Linked DNA regions of Mus musculus: regions 1, 2, 3, 4, 6 and 7 are each linked to region 5. Evidence: chromatin contacts called from public Hi-C, HiChIP or PLAC-seq and promoter capture Hi-C data. All regions are on one chromosome and are shown on one strand. Each heading gives the region's core, a stretch centred on a gene start, on an enhancer-like site or on the middle of the called end of the contact. The rest is flanking DNA. Distances are from core to core; before and after follow the strand shown.

Region 1 (3,203 bases), core at 35-2,534, 710 kb after region 5:
TATAATCCACTAGGAAGGAAATACTTGAGTATTAAAACATAGATTTCATTATTCTTACAATAAGTCTAATACCTGATACAAAAGGATGCAGGGGAATAAGCATGATAACAGTACCAGTAAAGAAGAACTGTTTATAAAAGAGAAAAAGTAGCCAAAGGAAACTCGATTTGTAATCAATACGTTCTCATTCTTCAGGGCACCTGTAGATGCTGATCTAACACGCTCATTGCTATGCTCTAGCAACTCTTTCGGAACCTTTTCTCTTGGAAAAATAAAACAAACACACAAAATAAATTGAATGAAATGCTAAGAGGATCTTTTAAACTTATTTATTTGAGTTATAAAAAGACAAAGGCATTTCACCATAAACTAATCGCAATTAAATTACAAATAGTTATTATTACCCTATTTGAATGACTAATTACTAACACTTAATTTAGGATGTTTGCAAAAAATACCATTATAGTATTTCCTTATGATAAAATAAAAATTATACCCATAAGACTGTTGGCGTTTGGTCATGGAATTGCTTTTGCTTTAATTTTAGTTCTGGAGAAGAGAGGTAGAAGAAGGAGAGAAGGAAAGAGAAAGCTGGTTAAATCTAAGAAAGGAAGATCTTCATTCTGTCTAAAAGCCTGAGTATAACATTTCACTTTAGTTTTATCCATTAATGATTAATAGGTGTATACTTAATCAAATATTTACCATTATGTACTATGACAATACTATTACCACCATAAATTGATTTTAGAGAATAATAGCAAAAAATAGCTTCCAATTTTAAAAAGGGATATTGAATAAATTCAAACTTCTATTTCTCTAAAGATGACCAGTGTGACATTAGCATATTAATTAATTTAATAGTGGTGTCCTGTAATGCTACTTTGAACCTCAAGTTTATCTTGATTCTCTTTGTCTACATGCATAAAGAATATTGAAGACAAGCATAAGGTTGCAGATCGGATATCCTCAGTTTAAAATGAAATCTAATCTTCTAGAAAGCGCCACTGCTTTCATAGCTAATGGATTTTCCTTACTGATAGGACAGATAAGATGACTCCTGAAAACCCACAGAAAGTAAGAAATTGAGCCAAGACCTGTAATAAAATATCATGCAAACCCACTAGATATCAAAATCGAAACTGACAAAACAAGAGATGACCAAGATGTGAGGCACACAAAATGCTGATTGATTTCCTGCTGCTGAGAATATAAACTGCTTCTTTGAAGTATGTTGCAGCATCTGCTAAAATCCCATGAAATCCTTATTTATCACTTTCAGTTATTGCATAATACGCTGCATAAGTCTGCAGGCTTGAAATAGTTCCCTTTTCTGACATCTGACACAGCCTGGATCAGGGTTTCACTGAAGAAATTGACCATCAATAAGATGTGGCTCCATGTTCTACTTTCTCCCTCGGGGTGTCAAGGTGCAGCTGCATACTGGGCTGGAAGGATGAAGCAGAGGCTAGAACAGGGTGGGGTGAGGAGTCCAGTGTTACAGCCTTTATTACATGAAAGCCTTCTCTACTGATACTCAGTGAAACAGCTTGTGTGTGTACACTTTTTGGGGGTTGATGAACCTTGGAAAGTAGAAAGGAGTTTTTAGGGTGAATATAAATCATTGGCTGAACCCACGAGCATGTGGCTTAGAACCAGGTCTTGGGCCCAACCCAAGAGCTGGTGGCGTAGGCCCAGGCCCAAATCTGGACAACAGAGCAGGTGACCTCTTGGGTACAGGATCTGGTCTTAACTTAAGAATGGCTGGACCTCAAGGCTTAGATCTTGCCCCCATCCTGAGGGCAGCAGGTCTTTTAGGGACAAATTCCGTTTCTTTTTTCCAAGCTTCTGGAAACATGGGCACAAACCCGCCCACCATGACAAGAGTACCTGGTCCCATAGGTCCAAACAAAGGTCCTAGCTCTCAAGAACTTGGCCTTCCAGGGCCAAATCCCTCTCCCATGTCAAGGGCTCCTGGCCCTATGGGTCCTAATTCAGCTCATTTCTCAAGACCAGGTGGCCCCGTGGGGGTAAATGCTGGAGTCTTTCCAAGGGGGACAGGATCAGGAGGACTGAACCCAAATGCCTTCTCTCAGTCTTCTGGCACATTGGCCTCAAATCCAGGTACCTTTCAGAGGTCTGCTGGCCTCCAGGGCTCAAATCAAGCAGTTTTCCCAAGAGCCTCTGGGCTACTAGGCTCCAACCCAGCTAACTTTCCAAGGGCCTCTGGCCTGCAGGCTCCTAGTCCAGCTGCCTTCCCAAGGTCTGCTGGTCTATTAGGCCTAGGTCAAGTTGCTTTCCCCAGGTCAGCTGCGGGGCCCCTGGGCTCTTCTCCAGCAGGCCCTGTGGGTATCAACCCAGCTCCTTTTGCAAGACCAACGGGGACCCTGGGCCTTAACCCAGCTTCCTTTCCAAGGATGAATGGCCCTGTAGGCATTTCCTATTTCCCATTTCCTAGGGTGGGCAGCCTCCCTGGCTCAAATCCAGCTGCTTTCCCCAGACCAAGGGGTCCAATGGCTGCAATGTACCCAAATGCAATGTTATCCCCTTAAATACCATTTTTCTTCCAGGGCCACTTTGTTATTTAAGCACTGTGGTTCTGAGATGGGGCTGTCTCTTAGATAAAAGAGTAGATATGGAACTACAGTCTGAAGAACATAGCTGGGGCTCGAGTTCAAATGAGCCTTCTTTTTCCTCTGCTTTTTTTCTTGACTGAAGGCAAAATGTTATTTGTGAGCCATGGACTATGGCAGATAGGGGTGATCCTGGCCTCAAGGAAAAGGCTCTCTGGCCTTCCGGAAGCCTCTGTGCTTTTGTCCCACAGCTTTCTGCCCCTTGTTTCTTACTAGTTCCTTGAACTGTTCTCATGGACGTTTTCCTCCGGGATACGTTGGCCTGCAGGTTCTAATTCCCCACTCACCGCTGGAGAATTGGCTCGCTTGTTGTCTAGTGACACTGCATTGGTGAACGGACCATGTTTCAGTAACTCTGACCCGGCTCCCTGGACCTAGTCATGTTCTACTGCCAGACCTTTCCCTCGGGGCTTAAACACAGAATGGGAGGTGGACACCCACGTCACAGACCCACCACATTGCTGCTTGACTGGGCCTGCGGCTCCTTTCTTCTGGGACTTAGAGGTGGACAGATTTAAGCTTCCTCCGATCAGCCAGCTCCCTCCTCACTGGTCCTCCCAATCAAAGAAC
Region 2 (3,014 bases), core at 359-2,858, 820 kb after region 5:
GGTAGAATGTCTCAACTGCCAATACCTCTATGTAAATGTAGACTGGTTTACTCTGATACTGTGTCATCATTTCCCAGAAAATGTCCTGAACTTGGAAGATAGGAAGGCAAGTAACAGTTCTTAAAACATGATTTATTTGAAAGGATTAAAATCTGGAGAGGCCTGAGGTATATAAGAAATAGAAAAGAAGACCTATAGGGAGCCGCAAAGTAAATCATACACTGGTACCAATTAATACAGACAGGAGAGACATTTAGAGAAAGAGAGTGATTTTTCCATTGAGTCATGTACCAAAGCGTCCATTAAATCACATCCCAGCTACCTAAGGCCTCCAGCTATGAGAGAATGCAACGGCATCGGCTCCTATCTTGAGTCATGAAGATGAGTAGAAAAGCACAGCAGGCCAGAGGGAGGAATGATGAATAGTGAGAAGGAATTAACACAGTCGTCCTCTGTGGAGTGATTCAACTTCTGTTCTCTAGGTAGAAAGAATACATCATGTTGAATTCTCCAAGAGAGGGAAATGAAAATATATAGCTGGAAATTCATGAATAATCAATTAAACAGTGATTTTCATGAGGTCTGTTTTATTGAGGCATATTAAGACATAGTTCCAAAGTCACTAACTAGGATCATTGCTAAAGTGATCACTTTACATAGAAGAAAAAAGTACTTGAAAGTAATTTATCTTGCAGGCTGTTGCTGGTGCATACCTTTAATCACAACACTAGGGAGACAGAGGCAGGTTTAGCCTGGTCTACACAGTGAGTTCAAGGCTAGCCAGGGTTATGCAGAAAACCCTTATTCAAAAAATAAAGCAACACAATTATCTCAATCTAATTATTCTAATCTGAGTAGAGGGAGTGTGGCTCCAATATGTTATTCTAATCTGAGTAGAGGGAGCGTGTAGCTCCGATATGTTATTCTAATCTGAGTAGAGTGAGCGTGGCTTCCTCCAGGCTCTTATGTCAAGTATTCATATCAGACAACCCTTTCCAAGGGTAGAATTCAAACTACTCCATCTGGGCTGTCAAAATGTAGCTATCCCCACCTTCTACAGGGCTTTAAGCAAGAGAACAAACTGAGGTCTACATGCCATATGTGTGTCTACTAAGAAGATATGAATCAAACAATCTCGCTTTAAGATGCTCTACCCTCCTCTCTAGCTAACTGTACCAACAAAACTATAATTTAGAAACATTCATGAAGTTATGGATTTTATATAGCTAAAAATTAGTATAAGTATCAAAGACAGGTTCTTACTTTGTAATAATACATCCGTCATGTTTATTAGTCAGTGACTTTGAGTTATAAAACATGCATAACACAATGTATATTTATATATTAAAACTTGCTTTCATTTCCTTATTTTTTGCTCAGTAGCCCATTTTGATAAATATGTTTTCCATAATGTTTAAATATGTTTCCATTCTAATAACAGCAACAATCTAACAGTTTGAAAAATATCAGGCAAATATACTCAAAATATTACTAATTTGAATATTTTATCTAGTATACTTTTACTTTCATTAAGATGTTCCTAGTCTCTGCAGTACCGTTTTTAAAACATTGCATAATCAGAAGTGTGCTTCCACCAGAAGGCTCAGTGGTAAAGTCACTTAATAGCATAGTCCTTAACACGGCACGTGTTAGAGTTCTGAGTATGATCCTTGAACTTACCCACTGAACAGAAAACTGATTTTGTAGTTATGCAGTTTCCAACTATGTAGTTTTATCTATTAAAAATTTTGCTTTTTGTTACAAGAATCATAAAGAATGGACATTCTGTGATAGTCAATAAATGAATTAGTAATTACACATTGCTTAAAGATAATAAAGGTTTTTACTAAAATTATCTATTAATAATTATAGAAAAATCAACTTTAAATCAGTACATTTTAAATAGACATTTCGTTTAAGTTTTAAAACTTGTAATACTATCAATTTGAAAATACCAACAAACAAAAGTAACATTTCAGTCCATAGTTGATTCCTTAAATCAATACTTTGAATAGAGCTAATAATATCTACAATTGAATAGAGCTAGTAAAATCTAACAATTTTTAATTTGACTTGATAAGGCAAATAGTAAAGAATTGTATTTACCCTAGAAATCTGAGAGTAAATTGAAAAATACAGTTTTTACATATACAAAGAAAAACTTAGTTCTAATCTCACATTAAGACTTCTGAAAGAGAAGAAGGACACAACAATTCGTTATCCAACACCAAATGGTCAGCGGGAGGGAAAGCACTCATTAGGTATCGTAGAGACTGAGCAGGCTGTAGTTAGAGCATATGTATATATTTAAGTGGAAGATCCTGGTTATGTCATGTGACGCAGGCTCACCTGATGCTTCGCTAAGGCAGACTCACATGGTATTTTCCGGAGGCAAGACCCATGGGAGGACACACGATGTTTGTAGAGTATAAATAGGACTCAATGGATAGTGACAGGGTGCTTACATAGCTAGGTTGGCAACACTTCATTGGTCTTGCGTCTTTATTGATCAGTTATATCAATTTTTCAAATCCCAGTATGCCAAACAATCTGGAGAATAATTTTTAAATACTGAAAAAATACTTAAAGTAAGAAACAAGTTTCTTAGTTTTGAGGAACAAAATGTAATTATTTTACCCCCAAATGCTTTTAAAGGAGCAGTTATCCAAAGGTCAGGTATAAGGGAGACCAGAGAGACAGGGAGGAAGGGAAGAAATGCCTGTGTACCTGGGACGCAATCACTGTGTGGGTGCTCAGTCTCACTGACAAGGAATTGAAACATGGACACAGAAAGATACTCGGTTTATAATTTATCATTGTGAGAGGGAGGGGAAGTGCCCTGCCTCTCCTACTAAATGTTTTGTGGGACATAGAGAGTTGCACTTTTAACAGAGTCCAAATCAAATGATATGCTTTGGAGGACAAAACACTCCCCTTTGGAAAAGAGGAGGAACTGGGTGTGCAATGGCTTTCTTCCTTGCAGTTATTACTTAAGGGCTGCACACTGACCCCCT
Region 3 (3,142 bases), core at 178-2,677, 750 kb after region 5:
TGCTTTCTTAAGAGGCACCGCATTGATAGGAAAAAAATAAAGAGCTTAATTCCATGAAAACTAGACAAAAGTATTATTAAAGACAGAGAAAAGAGAAACCTGTGTGCTGTCATCAGAAACATCACAAACACAAAACTGCAAAAACACGAAAAGCTGCAAAAACACGATGTAATTTAATTTGAAAATTCGGTTTGAGTTAGTCAACTGTAGTAGAATTAGACAAATAGTTCATGGTATCATAAGCCATCTAGGAGAGACAAATACTAACAAGTAATTTTCCTGGAGATGGTCTATCATTTTGCATCATTGTAATGGATAAACTCTGAATTGCAAGGCTTTCAGAAAACCTACCTCAGGATTGATTCTTGCTGTTAATAAGTCTTTTCTGTTCTTATTAAGTTAATAATTGCTATATTATTAGGTCTAATAATGCTTGGGCATTAACCCAATCTACAAGGCAGAATTTCTGCAGATCAACGAAGATGTACTCTGTGTAACAATGCTATGTAGACAAATTATGATGATTTCAAAATTCCTATTAATGATTCTATAGAGTTACTAAATTTATACAAGTAATTTTAAGACCTTTATAGAAAAGCTACAATTAGGGCTCTGTAAACCTTCCTGTGTCCTGGGCTTACTGCACTAGGATAGAAACCATGCTTAGAGTAATTTGATGATCAGGGAAAACATTCCTTCTAGGCTAGCCATGAAACTATTATCTGATAACTAAAGGTCATAAACTTGGAATAGACAATTTATTATAGGTACAAGGCCAGAAAATAAAATTGTTGACTGAATTTTTCTATACAAAACTTCAAAACTAATGAGACCCAAGGCAGATGATATGCCTCTTGACAAAACCTTGCTAACTTATGACATAAGAATTATTGTTTGAAACTTTTAATGAACCTGTGAAGCTAGTGACAGTTAAGGTTTAATTACATAGTCTCTATGGAAATATATGTAAACATTTCTACTGTGACTACTTATTCAATTTATAATTTAAATTTTTGTTTTGAATTTATCATGAAACTTTTAAAAACTAGATGCTTGCAAAACCATGTGACCATGTATCCTGAGAAAATATAAAAGTTAAGAATAAGAAGAACAGACAGGGACAGGTTCTTCTTAGCACAAGTCTTCTTTTATTTAGGGATAGAAAGCAGTTTTCCTTTTTTTCCCCTCAGAAATAAGGATTCATCCTCTTTTAAAAGTGAGTGCCTGTTTCTGCAAGTTGACTTTCTGAAGCTGTCTTTATCAGACAAAAATTTAGGGAACTCCTTGCCTCACTCCTGCCTGGGCCAGGACCTGAAAGAGGAAAAGAATAAAAACTTCTTTACTTAATCCTCTCAGACCCCTGCTATTAAGCTGCAGGTGTTAATCCCAAGGGGAGGGGCAGCCACAGAATAAGCAACAGTGTGTTAAGTCTCCAGAAGCCATCAGCTTCTACCTTCCAGTATAGTTAGAGAGTTAAAAGACTGGAGATCATCAGTATTTGGCCTTTGTCTAAAGCTTTGTCCCAATTCACACCTGTGTTTTCCCTAATCCAGAGCAGGCCTCCAGCATCACTGTAATGTAGTAAATAAATATTGAGACCTAGAAACAGAAGTAAAGATGGTATTAGTAGGAGATGATGGGGAAGCAAGCCTTACTGAATTCATGATTTCTATACAGAAAATGTCAGGTGCCATGCACTCCAGTTGAGTAGCTTGACTTGACAGGCTCTGAAGCCTAAAAGCCACTCACGAGGCAGAGAGTTTCAAGGAAGCTCACCTCCTGGAGTTTTGGCGTTCTCATTTACCCAAATACTCATACTCTATTCCCACGTTAGTCTGGTGTATGGATCTACGAGCTTTCTTTTAATATTTTATTACAAACGCCTTTTAAGATTAAATTCTGTTATAATTAAGCCTCCCCATTGTTCCAAGGTCCCAGAAGCCTGCAAGCTTGAAATCTGAGCTTGAAATCCAGCAGGAATGCAGAAAGGAAGTTACCTATTCAGTTACTAATTAAGCATTACAAAGACAGTAGCTCAGAGCTGGTCTGCAAAATTTTTACCAAGGACAGTAGCAATTCTCACCCAAACAAGGGAATAATAGAGCTAGGGAATCCCACTGAGACAGGGATCTTCTCTACAGCTAGGTATAGCAAGCTTCACTTTAGAAGCAAGTTGGTATATTCTTCTGTAGACCCAGGAAATAGGGTGTTGGGGAATTGCAGTATTCATGATAAGGTCTGCTAGTGCAGAACCCCTGGTGGTAGGTTTTACAATAGACTAGTTTACACCTGGCTCCCTTCATTTGCAGCAACAGCCTGGTCCCCACCTTCTTTTGATGTATACATTCCTTTTGTATTGCGTCACTGTAACTTGGTGGATTATATTTTGCCTGGTTTCTTGTTATTTCTTTGGTATAAAAAGTTTGATGCTCGACCTGAAACATTACATTCAGATTCTACACAACCTCTCTTGTGTGCATCTGTCTGTCATTTCATCCAATGCTTTGCCCACCTGCCCCAGAGACCCGTTCCATGCAGACAAAGGGATCTAGAGGGTCTGCAGCAGACAGGGATGAGATGGACCAAGAAAAAAATTTTTTTACAGGCTTGTAATTTAGGTAAAATTTATTCTTAAGAAAATTGGTATAAATCTTTTGAAACTCTGCCAATACTGAACAGATATTATGAAAGTCAAATAATAGAAAATTAACAATTATAATTAGGATAAATTAGAAGATAAAGAAAATGATGGAAAACAGTCTTTAGACATATGAGTAGAAATGAATAACCCAGTGGGTAATAACCTTTGGGTAAAGGCATAAACATACCAGGTTGGTGTTAGGCCATATAAAAGAGGGAGAGTAGGAGGGATGGAGAGAGAGAGAGAAGAAAAGGGAGAGAAGGAAGAAAAGATGGGGAGGGAAGAAAGGAGATAAGAGAATCAAAAATTAGGAAATTAGGAGCACAGTGCTTGGCTTAAATACAACTCCAACAGTTCTGTTGTGTTTAATTGTCATTAAGGAAACAAAACCAACCAAACAAACAAATCTGATCTTCTAGCTTTTTCAATATTTCCACTACCTCTTATTGTATTGTAGATGTATTCTTTGGGACTAGGCTTCACCACTCTGTATTTGGGTTG
Region 4 (3,034 bases), core at 89-2,588, 990 kb after region 5:
TGAATGGTCCAGACAGGAAGTGATGGCCGACTGTCAAACATGGGTAAAGCATATCCACAGTGAGAGCAAGGATCCTCCTGTGAGGACCAGGCGCTGCCCTTCCCGTGATGGAAGTGATCCAATGAAGTATCAATGAAGGCATATTGATAGTGGTGTATGGGCAGACAAACTGACCCGTGAAACACAATAAAAAGTTATTAAAAGCCTCTTGCAAATAGTTATCCAACTCATGATAGAAGTGTCACGACAACGTTACAAGGACAGGATTTTTTTTTCTTCTTGAAGCAATAAAACAGGACAGTGGACACTGCCTGTTATTATTTAATGGTGGCAGCGATGAGTGATAAGTCAGACTATAGCTTTTGATGGGGAGGGGAAAAAATAAATAAAACAGTCATGCCAGACAAAGAGATGACCGCAGATTAGCACTAACTTGGCAAGTATGTCTGAAATACAAGGAATGTCTCACTTCCCAGGTCATAAATACCCCCGTGCAGGTGTGTTGTTATTGTTTTGTTTTGCTTGATTTTGTTTTAACACCATGACACATCAGGGGTTGAGTGGACAGTCTTCAGCCTTACTAGATCATATAATTACTAGATCATATATAATCACTAGATCACATAACCACTGCACCATCTAGCACAGGAACAGGCGGGCAGGAAAAGCCCTCCCCTCCCGCTCTTTAACCTTCAAGTTGTTGGCTCTAACTCAGCAGTGCACCCAGTCCGCCCTTGAACATCTATTGCTGAGGGTCGTGTGCTTCTGAGCCACTTCTCAAGAGACAGAGATCTGTTGGTCAGATTATGGGCAGACCTGGTTAGTCAGTGGTTTAAAGCTACCACATCGGTGACGCAATCCCTGGAACTTTGTGGAACTTTTAAGGCCAGATTCCCTGCTGTGCGAGGTAAAGACACTCTCTCCACTTGTTCCTACTGATGAGTTGAAAAGCATTTGTTCACTTAAACAACTTTTTTTGGAGTAGGGCAAAAGGACGGACTGGGACAAGACAGTGAAATGTGAACTGAAGGGAATGGAGGGACAGGCCAAATTGGCAGATGGCACGTCTCGTTTCAGCTTTTAAAAATAATGTTGCTTTAAGAACAAGGGGGAGAAAAAAATCTCAAGCCAAGAAACATCAACAGTAAGTTTTCCTTCTTTCCCCTCTTCAGATATGCTGAAGCCAGGTTTAATTTTATGTCAGGAAAGAATTCCCTCCTGAGATTTTCCTGGCTACGGTTCAGTTGAGGATAATGTTTTCCAGCCTTGTTTCCAGAGGCCCTGAAAAGCTGAAGGGAAACGGGCAAGCAGTCTTGCAGGTCTCATCCTGAACCAGCAGGGGGCGCTGTGATGACAAAGAAATCCCGGGCCTCTCGGACCTGGGTGCTGTCTGAATGCAGGCAACTTTAGGTATCGTTTCTGAGGCTAGCTAAAACTTGAAACATTTACAAGTTGCATTTATATTTCTTACTTAATACAAAGCCTTCATGCTTCATTTTCAATCCAAAGGGGGCGGGGGCTTAGATATTTGAATAGATTTCCAGAAATGTGCAACGCCCAGCCTTCTTTCATGATTATTCAGGTCATTGTGTAGTGAGATGCCCCATGGATGTCTAAATGGGACACCCAGAGCACTTAAAAGCCATTGCAAAAATATCACCCAAATGTACCTGCCCTTGCTGAGTCATGGCTGCTAAAATCGCTTAACCGTTCGATACGCCTTTGTTTTCAAATTGCTTGAATCCACTTAAAACTTGAGGAGGAGTAAGACAGGGAAGCTAGACACACTGATTATCATCACAACCAATCTTTGACTCTGAGTTCACCAATGTGTTTGAAGTCCTACACTACATCCACACAATGTAATTCCCCCGCCAAGTTAAGAATTACGTGACTATCAGCATTGCAAAGGACTCTCAGTCTCACCTACCCCTGGGTACTCAGTTGCTTCCAGCATCTATAGAACCCTATGAATGCAACCTTACAAAGCTAACATCCAACTGTTACTAACATTGCTTGTATATAAGTCTGGGATGCCATATAGGCAATGTCTGCAGGAGTATGATGTGGAGGTTTCAAAAGATAGAAGTCCTGAATCAGTTCAGGGGACTATTTCAGAGACCCGGGTGCAGTTCTGAATGTTTATACTCCAAGCACATGGATTTTGGAGTAGGTATGTATTACTTCTCAAGAGGCAGGAGCTGAGGGGCCAGACAGAAAGAAAATAGAAAGAGATGTCATATTCATCTGCTGCTATCAAAGTTTCTCTTTCTCCTTCCTCTCTCTCCTTCCTTGCACTCTATCCATTTATCTCTGTGTCTTTCTCCATCTCCCTGTGGTAGCTGTTGGGGGCCTGTAATCTTGCTACTTATTTGCTAACATAGGCTAGCTATTGATGCTCTCTGAGAATCAGGTCCCCTGACTTCTACTCTCTCTGAAGAGCAGAGCTGAGTCTTTTAGGCCTAGTGATTTGGAAAATCTGATTTCACATCTCCAAACCACTCAAGTCCTAATTCTGGGCACGTGCATTCCATATCTTCTTGCAGCTGGAACCCCATCTTGGTAAGGCAATTGAGCAAACTCACTTACGTGCTAAGTAGCATCCTGTTAAACCCCAGGAATCCCCAGTTTTGGCTTTAAACTGAGTGACTGCTGCTTCTTGCATCCCTTCTTTCTCCAAAAGTGATCTCCTCTGTTGCCGTGACACGCAGGCAAACCTGTAGTCTTTCCTCAGCAACTGACTAAATTAGATCAAGAGTAAGGGAACAGTTCTCTGAGTACTCTTCCACAAGAGATTGTAGAGAGGAAGGCTGGGTACCCCCATTTTTCTTCCCTCTGGGAAAGAGAGAAATTGCCTTTGACTGTGTGCACACAGTATTCTGTAGCTCCTGGACCTGACCTCTTTTGTCTTGTGCTCAATAATGTTGTATAAAGAATAAGGCAGGTAAGAGCTGGCCAATGCCTCACTACTAGCTCATCTTTGACAGACTCCTCAGACTCTCAATTCAGGCACTGCATATTCACTGCCCTTGCT
Region 5 (3,168 bases), core at 336-2,835:
TTACGTTGGTGGTCCAGTCGATGAAGCACCAGGTGCCCGGGTACTGCCGCTCGGATCTGCCCAGGCCCATGTTGGGCAGCGCGCAGAACAGCACGTTAGATGCATAGATGGCGAAGAGTGTGAGGCCGGCCAGCCGCTTGTCCACGTAGTGGCTGTAGAAGTAGGCGTGGTTGATGGCCAGGTAGCGCTCGATGCTCATGGCACAGATGATGCTGAGACCCGACAGACCGAAGAAAAGTAGGATGAAGGTGCTATAGTCACACAGTGCCTGGTCTCCGGGCCACTGGCCCTTCATGTATGTGGCGATGGTCACCGGGCTTACCAACAAGGTGCCCAGAAGGTCAGTGACAGCCAGCCCACATACTAGAGTGTAAAAGGTCGTCTCTTTCTGCTCCTTGCGCGACTTGCACAATACTACGATGGCCACCAGGTTGCCCACCACCCCGAAGATGAACATCACTGCGGGAATGGTCACCGGGCTGTTCAGCCTCTCCGGAGTGGAGGAGAAGGACGCGTTGACTCCGGGGATGGACATGATGGTGGTGGTTAGTAACACACAGCGTTGGAGCTCACGGTTCGATCTAGGAATGGTACCTAGAGAGAAAGAGAAACGAGCCATTTACCACTTGCAAGGTGTTCGACCCATGGCCAAAATGCTGTGTCGCAGAGATAAGGAGAGCACCCAGATCCAACTTCCTCATCGGTAGCTACTCATTAACTGTGACTACTTAAATTCCCAAGGTCTGGATCCGTTCTGTCAAGAGCACCGCTCTGCTGACATTAATATATTTATTTCCCGCCTATCCCCACCCCCACCGCTCCATAATCAGCTCATTCCCTCGCCGAGATGAGCAAGACCCTTCTCAAGGGAAAAGTGACTCCCTAGTGATATTCCCCACAGAATGGATAAAATGCTCATCGAAAGAAGTTATGGACATTTTGGGACACTATGGGACATTCTGTTCTTTGGTTTCCCGGAAGAGCGCCTGAACACGCAAAGACCTCCATCCCGACTTACCTGTAGGGTGGGGTTAGGAGCCCGGTGTGCCCAAGGCTCAGGCCTCAGATGTTCAGGACCTACCTCCAACCTCAGCCATCAGTCTCTTCCCACGCAGTGCGGAACTTGTCAAGCTTTTGCTGTCTCGGAACCGGGGCTCGGTGGCTGCCAACTTTCCGGAACTGAGGTCAGAGTATCTTGCTTTCAAAAAAGCTTGGAAAGCCAGAGAGGCTAGCGGGATGGGTCGGTGAAGACCAGTCTGGGGTTTCTTGTTTGATTTACTAACGCCTCCTCCTTTCAAAGGCGAGTCTCAGCTTTGCAGGGCCCGCGCAGGTCTAGTGCGGGAGGTCAGCGTCCAGGTGTGTCGCCGCCACGCGTGCAGGTGGAACAGAGCGTAGGTCCGGGCTCCCTCCTCCCCAGCAGCGGGCTGAACGGACAGCTACCGGAGAAGGCGGCTGCCGCTGAGGCCGCTCCTTGGGCTCTGGGGGCGGCACGGGGTCCACTGGGCCTGGGGCTCTGACCTGAGGCCGTTCATCTTCCTCTCCCGCTGCCGGGTTTCGAGCTTCGCTCTCGGCGTCTCCAGCCTCTGAACAAACTTTTCTCCTCCCGCAAGTTTCCCCGGAGGGGGCGGAGACAGTCATAGCGCGGCCCGGGCTTCCATTGGCTGATCTGGAAAGGGGGCGGGGCGAGACCTCCTCTAGCACCGCCTAGGAGCCCGGTGATGGAGGGCGGGGCGGAGAGCTGCGGAGGTCTGGAGGGACCTGCGGGGGTGCCACCCGGCTGCGGGTGCAGCTTCAGTGCCTTCCCTCCCTCGAAGGTACCGAAACCCCCCAGATCGAGTCCCCAGGAAACGCCAGCTCGAGCTTCGCCACTCCCAAGCTGGGCATTTAGCGGGAATGATGCTGGGACCTGTGTCTGGTCTACATTGCTCTGCGGGTTAGAGTGGTTAAATTCTCGCATCTTCCACCCACAGATCAAACATGTGGGTCTTGAGATGTCGGGACAATTGCTTTAGGGCTCTACCCGGGAGCCACAGAGCGGAGAGGAAAAGTGGGTGTGTGGTTGTCCGTGGGTGTGTACGCCCGAGAGCTCCGGGTGGGACTTGGCAGAGGCACGGTGAGTAGGTACCAGGCTTGGGCGGGGAGGCGACTAAGAATCCATCCTCTCACCATAAAAGGAGTTACTTGGCAGTGCCCTAGCTGCGCTCAATAGGGCACCAAAGCGGAGGCGGGGAGGAAGGCGAGCAACACGGAACTGCAACTTCTCACTTAGATGGCAGAGTTTAGGGCTTTCTTTGGAGACCTGTGGCCCACAGGCACACCTGAGATTTAGTTGAGGGGGACTGTTTAACTGTAGAGAGAGAGCATTCTTCCTCAGGAAGGCTGAAACAAGTGCTTTCCTGTTCAGTTTCTGCTAGCCATCTTCACCTGCGGGATGAGAGGGGTTTGAAATTCAAGCAAATTAACGAATTTCCAGGCGTTGCCTCTTTGTTAACTCGGAAAAGGTCTATTTGCCTTTCCCTATTCTTTGGTTTATAGTTTGTTCGGCTTCTTCTTTGATGAGGAACAATCATTTCTTAATTATCAACTATTCTCCTAAAAAACAGAATTTAAGATCGGAAAACACCAGGGGGCAATTAAAACCCTGTCACCAGATCCTTTAAAAACTACACAATGAGACTGTAGTATGGTTTTCTGAACAATTCAACTTCTTACAAAAACCTCACTCCATGCTTAGCATCTAACCGGGTAACTAGGTGGCTTGAATCTTGTGTGAAACAAGTAGGTATGCCTCTACTGTTATTTATGGGGGCTGGAGAGATGGCTCGGCAGTTAAGAGCACTGACTGCTCTTCCAGAGGTCCTGAGTTCAATTCTCAGCAACCACATGGTGGCTCACAACCATCTGTAATAAGATCTGATGCCCTCTTCTGGTGTGTCTGAAGATAGCTACAGTGTACTCACATAAATAAATCTTTTTTTTTTTTAAATCTGCCAAGAATTTATGATTCTTCAGCAAGCCTCAGAAACAAACGAGTAGTGAGAGAACCAAGATTTTACGATTTCAACTAACTTCAGCCTAGAGAAGTACTCAGAATTGTGTTTACTTGTATAAGGGAACATGTGGGTATCAAAATACATTTCGTGTGCAAGCCTTTTCATCAGGAACATC
Region 6 (3,105 bases), core at 299-2,798, 910 kb after region 5:
CCAAAGAAAGGTCATTAATTACTGACCTAGTAACCTAAAATTGTAAGAACTGTAAAAAGGGTTTGTGGGTTTCCAACTTTTACCCTTCAAGAAATACAAGGTTCTGTTTACCTCAAAATGTCTTTTCCCTCTGAAAAATGTGTGAATCAACAACACTTATTAAATAATTAACATATGTAATTAGTTTGAATCACAATACTTACTTAGATACAATTTGCGAAACACATGAAACTCAAGAATAACAAAGACCAAAGTGTGGACACTTTGCCCCTTCTTAGAATTAGGAACAAAACACCCATGGAAGGAGTTACAGAGACAAAGTTTGAAGCTGAGACGAAAGGATGGACCATCTAGAGACTGCCATACCCAGGGATCCATTCCATAATCAGCCTCCAAACGCTGACACCATTGCATACACTAGCAAGATTTTGCTGAAAGGACCCTGATATAGCTGTCTCGTGTGAGACTATGCAGGGACCTAGCAAACACAGAAGTGGATGCTCACAGTCAGCTATGGGATGGAACACAGGGCCCCCAATGGAGGAGCTAGAGAAAGTACCCAAGGAGCTGGGGGGATCTGCAACCCTATAGGTGGAACAACATTATGAACTAACCAGTACCCCCTGGAGCTCGTGTCTCTAGCTGCATATGTATCAGAAGATGGCCTAGTAGGCCATCACTGGAAAGAGAGGCCCATTGGACACGCAAACTTTATATGCCTCAGTACAGGGGAAACGCCAGGGCCAAGAAGCAGGAGTGGGTGGGTGGGGGAGTGGGTGGGGGAGGGTGTGGGGGACTTTTGGGATAGCAATGGAAATGTAAATGAAATAAATACCTAATTAAAAAAAATTAAAAAAAGAACACACTGAGCTCCTATCATAGCTGTGATGGGTAGTTTTATTCAGACTGTTCATCTTAAGAGAGATACAAAAATTGACCCCAATTAATTGAAAACAAAAGAGGGGCTGACCTGACAGCTCAGTTGGTAAATCGCTTGCTGTGCAAGCACGAGGCCTTAAGTTTGATCCCCAGAACCCATGATAAAAGCCACACATGGCAGAAAACACTATAATCAATACTTAGAAGGCAGCCTAGCATCAAAATCCACAAGGAAAGGGACTAAAGAAGCAATTGGATCAAGCTTTGAGTGTCAACAGTATCTAACATCCATGAGTTCTGGCACCTTTCTACATGTGCCTTCCGGGCTACACCAAAGGTTGAGAACCAAGAGATAATGAATAGGATGACTACCCTAGGCCTCACCAGCCTAAGGACCAGGAAAGACATTCCTCAGAAGACACAGCCATCTTTAAAAGGTCAGGGTAAGTATAAACCTCTTATATGATCAGTTTTAAAATACAGGAAAATATTTTAAAACATTCATGTCAATTCAGGTGGGGTTTTTTTCATACCCAACTTTCCTTCTCTCTCTCTCTAAGTTTCTAAGGCACACTGAAAAGTCCAACTGCAGCATTCTTAATCATTACCAGACAATACATTACAGAGATGTTTGTGTTCTGCAAAGGAATCCCAGCAATTTACTGATACTGCTGCTTCGCTTGTCAACATTGCAATTTCTCCCTAGTTTTACCTCCTTGCTGAGGTCACGGCTGTCAGTGTGGTCCCTTCCGCGTGGTGTGCTGACTCGCAGATCCAACCACTCAAGTTACCAGGAGTATTGCCAGATACTGTGTGATCTCCACGCACAAGCAACTTTGAAAGCATTTTTTTCGTGAAATACGAGTAAGCTTTATACAAGTTGGCATGGGAGCGGGCCACACAGATTTCTTGGCAAAAAAAAAAAAAAGATTTCTGAATCGAACTATTCTACTTCTTGCTTTAAATGCATTAAGGAGTTATTGTTTAGCTGCTTGACTGCTTACTAAGGAGTAACATTGCTAAACATTATCAGGTGATGTTTTTTATGCACCTTTCTATTGAGTCGAGCTTTGTTCTCATTTGCTGAGCAAAAACTTTGTAATTTCATGCAGTCACATTTGTCAACATATAGATGTTCCTTCACCTCGAGCAACTGGAATCCTTTCCATAAACCCTCTCCACTGCTTATACCTTGAGATGCTTCTCCAGTGTGGTCTGCTAACAGGTTCAGAATTTCAGGTCTCCCTATAAGGTGCCGGATCCATTTTTAACATATTTTTGTGCCAAGTGAAAGGCAGGGATCTAGTTTTAGCTTACATGGACCTTCAACTTTCCCAAAATTATTGTTGAGAAGGATTCTGTTTCTACTTTTATTCCATTCTAATCACAGAGAACATACGACTGTTTTCAATTTTCTTCTGATTGCTAAGATTTACTTTATGTTCGTGTGTGTGTGTGTGTGTGTGTGTGTGTGTGTGTGTGTGTGTGTGTGTGTCCTTCTGTTCCTGGGCTAATGAAGCCATCCATTATTTCTTTATTACAGTTAATCTGTGCCTTTATATCCAGTAGCATTTGTTTTATAGTATATAGTCAAAATGCAGTATCCTCATAACTCATTGTTCTCCTAGTATGTAATGACTTTGGTCTCTTCAGACTAGTGTTGAAGTCTCCTTTGTCAGATAGCTATGTAGCTGGATCTGTTTGCTTCCTATTTCTGTTTGCTTGATTACAAGTCCTTTTCCTCCCCTTTAACTCTTAGATTATGTTTGTCTTTGACAGTGAGGTTCATTATTTTCGGACAGGAAATGCTGTGTTCCTGATGTTTAATCCATTCTTCGGACTTTCATTTTTATTGAGACTGGAGACAGTATTCAGTTATTATTTAATGGTATTTATTAGTTCCTGTTTTTTTACTGGTACTTTCCTAATTTTCATTTGCTTATCTATTGTTCTAATCCAGTTTATTAGTTCCTGTAATCTCAAGGATATGTAATTTTTTCAGTATACGATTCTTTTGTATATCTTCTGTAATACTGACTTGCTAATATTAATCAAAATTGAAAGATTTTATTCTCTTTCATTTATGAAGGAGTTGAAAGTTTTGGGTGGAGAGTCATTGTTTCTCAGAGCTTAAAATGAACAGTTACATACCCTGATTGTTCTTAGAGTTTTTATATAAAAATCTGCTGTTGAGATGGGCTTTCCTTTGTATATGACTTGGCATTT
Region 7 (2,892 bases), core at 268-2,767, 790 kb after region 5:
TGGCCACTCTTACTACAAAGCACTCTTAAAATCAGCATCAGGAATATTATTCTGCCTCCTGTTGGTAAATATGAGATGCATTCTTGCCAATCGTTTGATGTGAGATATCTTTAACAGGCATGTGTGTCCTCTCTCCACGTAATGCTGGAACTTAATACTGTAGGGATAACAAGGGTGACAATACTTAAAACAGATATCTGTTGCTTCACAGCAGAGAAAGGCATTAGTATATTCTGTTTCTGTGATGATTGTTAGTTTCTACTAGAGAGGAATAGGCAACCTCTTCATAAAGCTAGGGGCTCTAGAACAGTTGCCAAGTTCCAGAACCTTTCCACACTGGGAGTCCAGGCAGATGTCACCAGTGTGTATTTTAGGGCTCAAGTATATCCCACCAGGACCATTGTGTTCACAGACAAGAATAGTTTCTGCTGTGCACTTCCTTTATTCTTGGAACACTGTTACTCAACAATGTTATGCTCAGCCTGACATCCAGCTATGCTTGTCCTCATGCTACAAAGGAGAAGAGTGTCTTCATGTGGCCCTTTGGATACACAACAACTGCTTTTCCAAGGCAGACACTTTTCAGTTCCTTTTAATATGATCTGTAGATCTTTTCAGGAACCTGCCAATTCTCCTCTGATCGTAGCTACCTGTTCCCTTTGCTCTCTATGACTGTGACAAAACTCTGACCAAGAACAACGTTTGGCCGAAAAGATTTATTTCACTGACAGGTTTCAGTCTACCATCAAAGAAAAACAAGGAAGAAAATAGTGTGGGAACCTTTAGGCAAGAATTGATTAAAAAAAAAAAAAAAAAGACCAGTGACTTTCTCTCAGACTCAGCTCTCCCCCTCCCCCCTCCTCCCCCCCCCCCTTTCTTTCATTGTTTTCTTGTTTCTTTCTGGCTTACTCATTCTTTGTGTCTCCATGTCTCTATTTTCTCTCTCTCTCTTTGTCTCTCTCTCTCCCCCTTCTTTTCTTCCTTCTAGTTTGTTATATCATGTTGTTATGTTTTGTTTTTCAAAACGGGATTTTTCTGTATAGCTCTGGTTGTCCTGGAACTTGTTCTAAAGACTATTCTGGCCTTGAATTCAGAGATCCACCTGCCTCTGCCCCCTGAGTGCTGGGATTAAAGACATGCACCACCACTGCCTGGAGCAACTATCTTTCTTACACAGTCCATACTCACCTATCCAAAGAGGGAAATGTGTACAGTTATCTTACATCATTTGCCAAGCAGCATGTCCCCCGACCCCCTGCAAGAATGCTCACAGATTTTAGTAGAGTAATAGAGTAGGCTTTTCCCTAGGCCTGTTACCTATCTAGTTTCAGGTTTTTGGTTACTTTAACAGTGTCATGTATGGTCTTCATCTCATAGAGTGACCTTAAATCTGATCAAAGTAGTCGTTGTTTACTTCCAAGAATATTTGTGACTCTACTGCACTACTCTATCTTGCAGGAGGGTTGCTGTTGTAGATGGAAGGGTTTGTAGCTGAGAGACGGTGATGATCACACTTCTCTTCCCTTAACATTCAGACTACCTTCTCCAGCCGTGACTGCCAGTCAGGGCTAAGCTTTAGTCAGGCACGTAGCACAGAGAATGGGAAGCCAATGCAAAAGCTCACCCCAAGGTAAGAAGCTGTTTGTAATGAATAAATGCTGAAAAGAGGAAGTCAGTTTCACTGAGTTGTTGTTTCTGGGGGGTGGTGAGCCAGGCAATTCTTCAATTGCACTTTCCTCTTCCTTGGTATTGAAAGAGTAGTAAACTCAGTGCTCCAAGGTATGCTAATCATAAAGCAGATAGCGAGACATTCCTTCCTCCACCCACCCGCTTCCTGGGTTCAAAGAGTGTTAATTCAAAGAAAGTCACCCTGACCATTACTGGAACCTGCAATGCAAATGTGCTATTGTTAGGGGCTCTTAGAAACTGTCTTGAGAGTTAACAATTACCAGGTATTCCTTGTGACTCTTGTAACTTTACACTTCCTTGTGACTCTTAACTGGTATTTTTGGTATTTTCCAACAACGCCCTTCCCACCTCCTTGAGTTGTGGTTTTTTTCCTTTAAATACCCCCTTACTCAGCTACTCGGGGCGCCACGGTCCTCTACCCCTGCGTGGTGTATGACCGTGGGCCCGAGAGCACTCTCGAATAAAAATCCTCTTGCAATTTGCAGCAAGAACATTTCTCGTTGGTGATTTTGGGGTGTCGCCTCTCCCGAGTCAGAACGTGGGGGAGTCCTCACGTTGTGGGTCTTTCAGTATAACTAGGTTTGTCTCAGGTAGGCAAAAATTGATCAGCACACCATTCATCTCTCAGTGTTTTAAATCAATTTACTTATCATACCTGCCACTTCATTTTCTCCACTAAGACTCCCTAAGATGATCTGTGGATAAAAGCAGTGACAAGAGGGTGTGTTTCCTACCCCCTATGGTGAAGATGAGCTAGTTGCAAATCTATTTCATTAGCTGTTTTCTTGTATGGCTTTTATGTTGTTAGGCATGTAAGAGAGTGATTAGGGGATATGACAATGATGGGAAAATAAAGAATAATGCTAGGATGGAAAGCCTGTAATATCACAATCCATTTGAGAGAGGAAGGATAAATATGAGTTAGGTAGAGAGATTTTAGGTTATGTAGTATAGCTCTCTCTATGTACAGACAGGCAATAAAGCCTATGGATGCTTTTAGGTAAACTTTGACACTCATATATCTCCCAGGGAGAGACTCTAGTATTTAAGCCTGCCTAGTCCATTAATTGAGAGAAGCTCGTGAGAGGTGTATCTTCTACACAAATATGCTAATACATTTGAAATATAGCAACCAGAACCTTGATCAGTTATAAGCTGCACAGTTGTAGATCTAAGAGGCATATTTTAAGGCTTCTCTATATT

The links. Promoter capture Hi-C pulls out the DNA fragments that hold promoters and counts their contacts. A called contact is a pair of places that touch in the nucleus more often than the background predicts. HiChIP or PLAC-seq counts read pairs in DNA pulled down with a chosen protein or histone mark.
Region 1: a Hi-C map of bone marrow-derived macrophages shows a contact between it and region 5, with 14 read pairs. The contact joins the enhancer-like site here to the promoter of Ptger4 in region 5. A contact is called at or near these places in 14 of 39 promoter capture datasets (the 3T3-L1 cell line, the C10 cell line, the HPC-7 cell line and 10 more), 1 of 15 datasets of contacts at CTCF or cohesin (the NIH/3T3 cell line), 1 of 484 Hi-C or Micro-C datasets (bone marrow-derived macrophages), 19 of 115 datasets of contacts at active chromatin or transcription factors (the 230-238 cell line, the NIH/3T3 cell line, the SCID.adh cell line and 12 more) and 3 of 9 other capture datasets (bone marrow-derived macrophages, liver and macrophages).
Region 2: an H3K4me3 HiChIP or PLAC-seq map of bone marrow-derived macrophages shows a contact between it and region 5, with 13 times the contacts expected there. The contact joins the enhancer-like site here to the promoter of Ptger4 in region 5. A contact is called at or near these places in 19 of 39 promoter capture datasets (3T3-L1-derived adipocytes, the C10 cell line, the HPC-7 cell line and 15 more), 100 of 484 Hi-C or Micro-C datasets (the AML12 cell line, the Ba/F3 cell line, the C10 cell line and 59 more), 34 of 115 datasets of contacts at active chromatin or transcription factors (the 230-238 cell line, DN3 thymocytes, the NIH/3T3 cell line and 23 more) and 4 of 9 other capture datasets (adipose tissue, embryonic stem cells, liver and 1 more).
Region 3: an H3K27ac HiChIP or PLAC-seq map of embryonic stem cells shows a contact between it and region 5, with 5 times the contacts expected there. The contact joins the enhancer-like site here to the promoter of Ptger4 in region 5. A contact is called at or near these places in 10 of 39 promoter capture datasets (the 3T3-L1 cell line, the HPC-7 cell line, embryonic stem cells and 4 more), 2 of 484 Hi-C or Micro-C datasets (B cells and bone marrow-derived macrophages), 16 of 115 datasets of contacts at active chromatin or transcription factors (the SCID.adh cell line, embryonic limb bud, embryonic stem cells and 7 more) and 2 of 9 other capture datasets (embryonic stem cells and macrophages).
Region 4: a contact with region 5 is called in an H3K4me3 HiChIP or PLAC-seq map of bone marrow-derived macrophages, with 5 times the contacts expected there. The contact joins the enhancer-like site here to the promoter of Ptger4 in region 5. A contact is called at or near these places in 16 of 39 promoter capture datasets (the 3T3-L1 cell line, 3T3-L1-derived adipocytes, the C10 cell line and 9 more), 1 of 15 datasets of contacts at CTCF or cohesin (embryonic stem cells), 21 of 115 datasets of contacts at active chromatin or transcription factors (the NIH/3T3 cell line, bone marrow-derived macrophages, embryonic basal ganglia and 13 more) and 1 of 9 other capture datasets (pancreatic islet).
Region 6: a promoter capture Hi-C map of second pharyngeal arch cranial neural crest shows a contact between it and region 5, with 6 times the contacts expected there. The contact joins the enhancer-like site here to the promoter of Ptger4 in region 5. A contact is called at or near these places in 14 of 39 promoter capture datasets (the 3T3-L1 cell line, the C10 cell line, the HPC-7 cell line and 7 more), 2 of 484 Hi-C or Micro-C datasets (bone marrow-derived macrophages and cranial neural crest), 9 of 115 datasets of contacts at active chromatin or transcription factors (the SCID.adh cell line, bone marrow-derived macrophages, embryonic hindbrain and 5 more) and 2 of 9 other capture datasets (adipose tissue and pancreatic islet).
Region 7: a promoter capture Hi-C map of embryonic stem cells shows a contact between it and region 5, with 13 times the contacts expected there. The contact joins the enhancer-like site here to the promoter of Ptger4 in region 5. A contact is called at or near these places in 4 of 39 promoter capture datasets (cranial neural crest, embryonic stem cells and liver), 1 of 15 datasets of contacts at CTCF or cohesin (the NIH/3T3 cell line), 3 of 484 Hi-C or Micro-C datasets (bone marrow-derived macrophages, embryonic stem cells and macrophages), 24 of 115 datasets of contacts at active chromatin or transcription factors (the NIH/3T3 cell line, the SCID.adh cell line, bone marrow-derived macrophages and 13 more) and 4 of 9 other capture datasets (embryonic stem cells, embryonic trunk, liver and 1 more).

Annotation. Positions count from the first base shown.
Region 1 is chr15:5,949,812-5,953,014 of GRCm38.p6, forward strand. It overlaps the pseudogene Gm49095. Among named protein-coding and RNA genes, the nearest start is that of Gm41259, 93 kb to the right of the region's middle. Within about 2 kb of position 1,285, at least 8 of the 459 cell types and tissues checked have an H3K27ac peak or open chromatin away from gene starts, as enhancers often do. A contact at or near this core is called in bone marrow-derived macrophages, where this site is marked.
Region 2 is chr15:6,063,698-6,066,711 of GRCm38.p6, forward strand. No RefSeq gene overlaps it. Among named protein-coding and RNA genes, the nearest start is that of Gm41259, 21 kb to the left of the region's middle. Within about 2 kb of position 1,609, at least 1 of the 459 cell types and tissues checked has an H3K27ac peak or open chromatin away from gene starts, as enhancers often do. A contact at or near this core is called in bone marrow-derived macrophages, where this site is marked.
Region 3 is chr15:5,990,139-5,993,280 of GRCm38.p6, forward strand. No RefSeq gene overlaps it. Among named protein-coding and RNA genes, the nearest start is that of Gm41259, 53 kb to the right of the region's middle. Within about 2 kb of position 1,428, at least 9 of the 459 cell types and tissues checked have an H3K27ac peak or open chromatin away from gene starts, as enhancers often do. A contact at or near this core is called in embryonic stem cells, epiblast stem cells and stem cell-derived epiblast-like cells, where this site is marked.
Region 4 is chr15:6,237,038-6,240,071 of GRCm38.p6, forward strand. No RefSeq gene overlaps it. Among named protein-coding and RNA genes, the nearest start is that of Gm16311, 71 kb to the right of the region's middle. Within about 2 kb of position 1,339, at least 44 of the 459 cell types and tissues checked have an H3K27ac peak or open chromatin away from gene starts, as enhancers often do. A contact at or near this core is called in the NIH/3T3 cell line, bone marrow-derived macrophages, fibro-adipogenic progenitors and 2 more, where this site is marked.
Region 5 is chr15:5,242,602-5,245,769 of GRCm38.p6, forward strand. It overlaps Ptger4 (prostaglandin E receptor 4 (subtype EP4)), which reads right to left and starts at 1,586. Exons shown (of 3, transcript NM_008965.2): 1 at 1,082-1,586; 2 at 1-594. The coding sequence starts at 1,097.
Region 6 is chr15:6,153,318-6,156,422 of GRCm38.p6, forward strand. No RefSeq gene overlaps it. Among named protein-coding and RNA genes, the nearest start is that of Gm23139, 3.5 kb to the left of the region's middle. Within about 2 kb of position 1,549, at least 16 of the 459 cell types and tissues checked have an H3K27ac peak or open chromatin away from gene starts, as enhancers often do. A contact at or near this core is called in second pharyngeal arch cranial neural crest, where this site is marked.
Region 7 is chr15:6,028,929-6,031,820 of GRCm38.p6, forward strand. All of the region lies in intron 2 of Gm41259 (predicted gene, 41259), which reads right to left. Among named protein-coding and RNA genes, the nearest start is that of Gm41259, 14 kb to the right of the region's middle. Within about 2 kb of position 1,518, at least 17 of the 459 cell types and tissues checked have an H3K27ac peak or open chromatin away from gene starts, as enhancers often do. A contact at or near this core is called in embryonic stem cells, regulatory T cells and trophoblast stem cells, where this site is marked.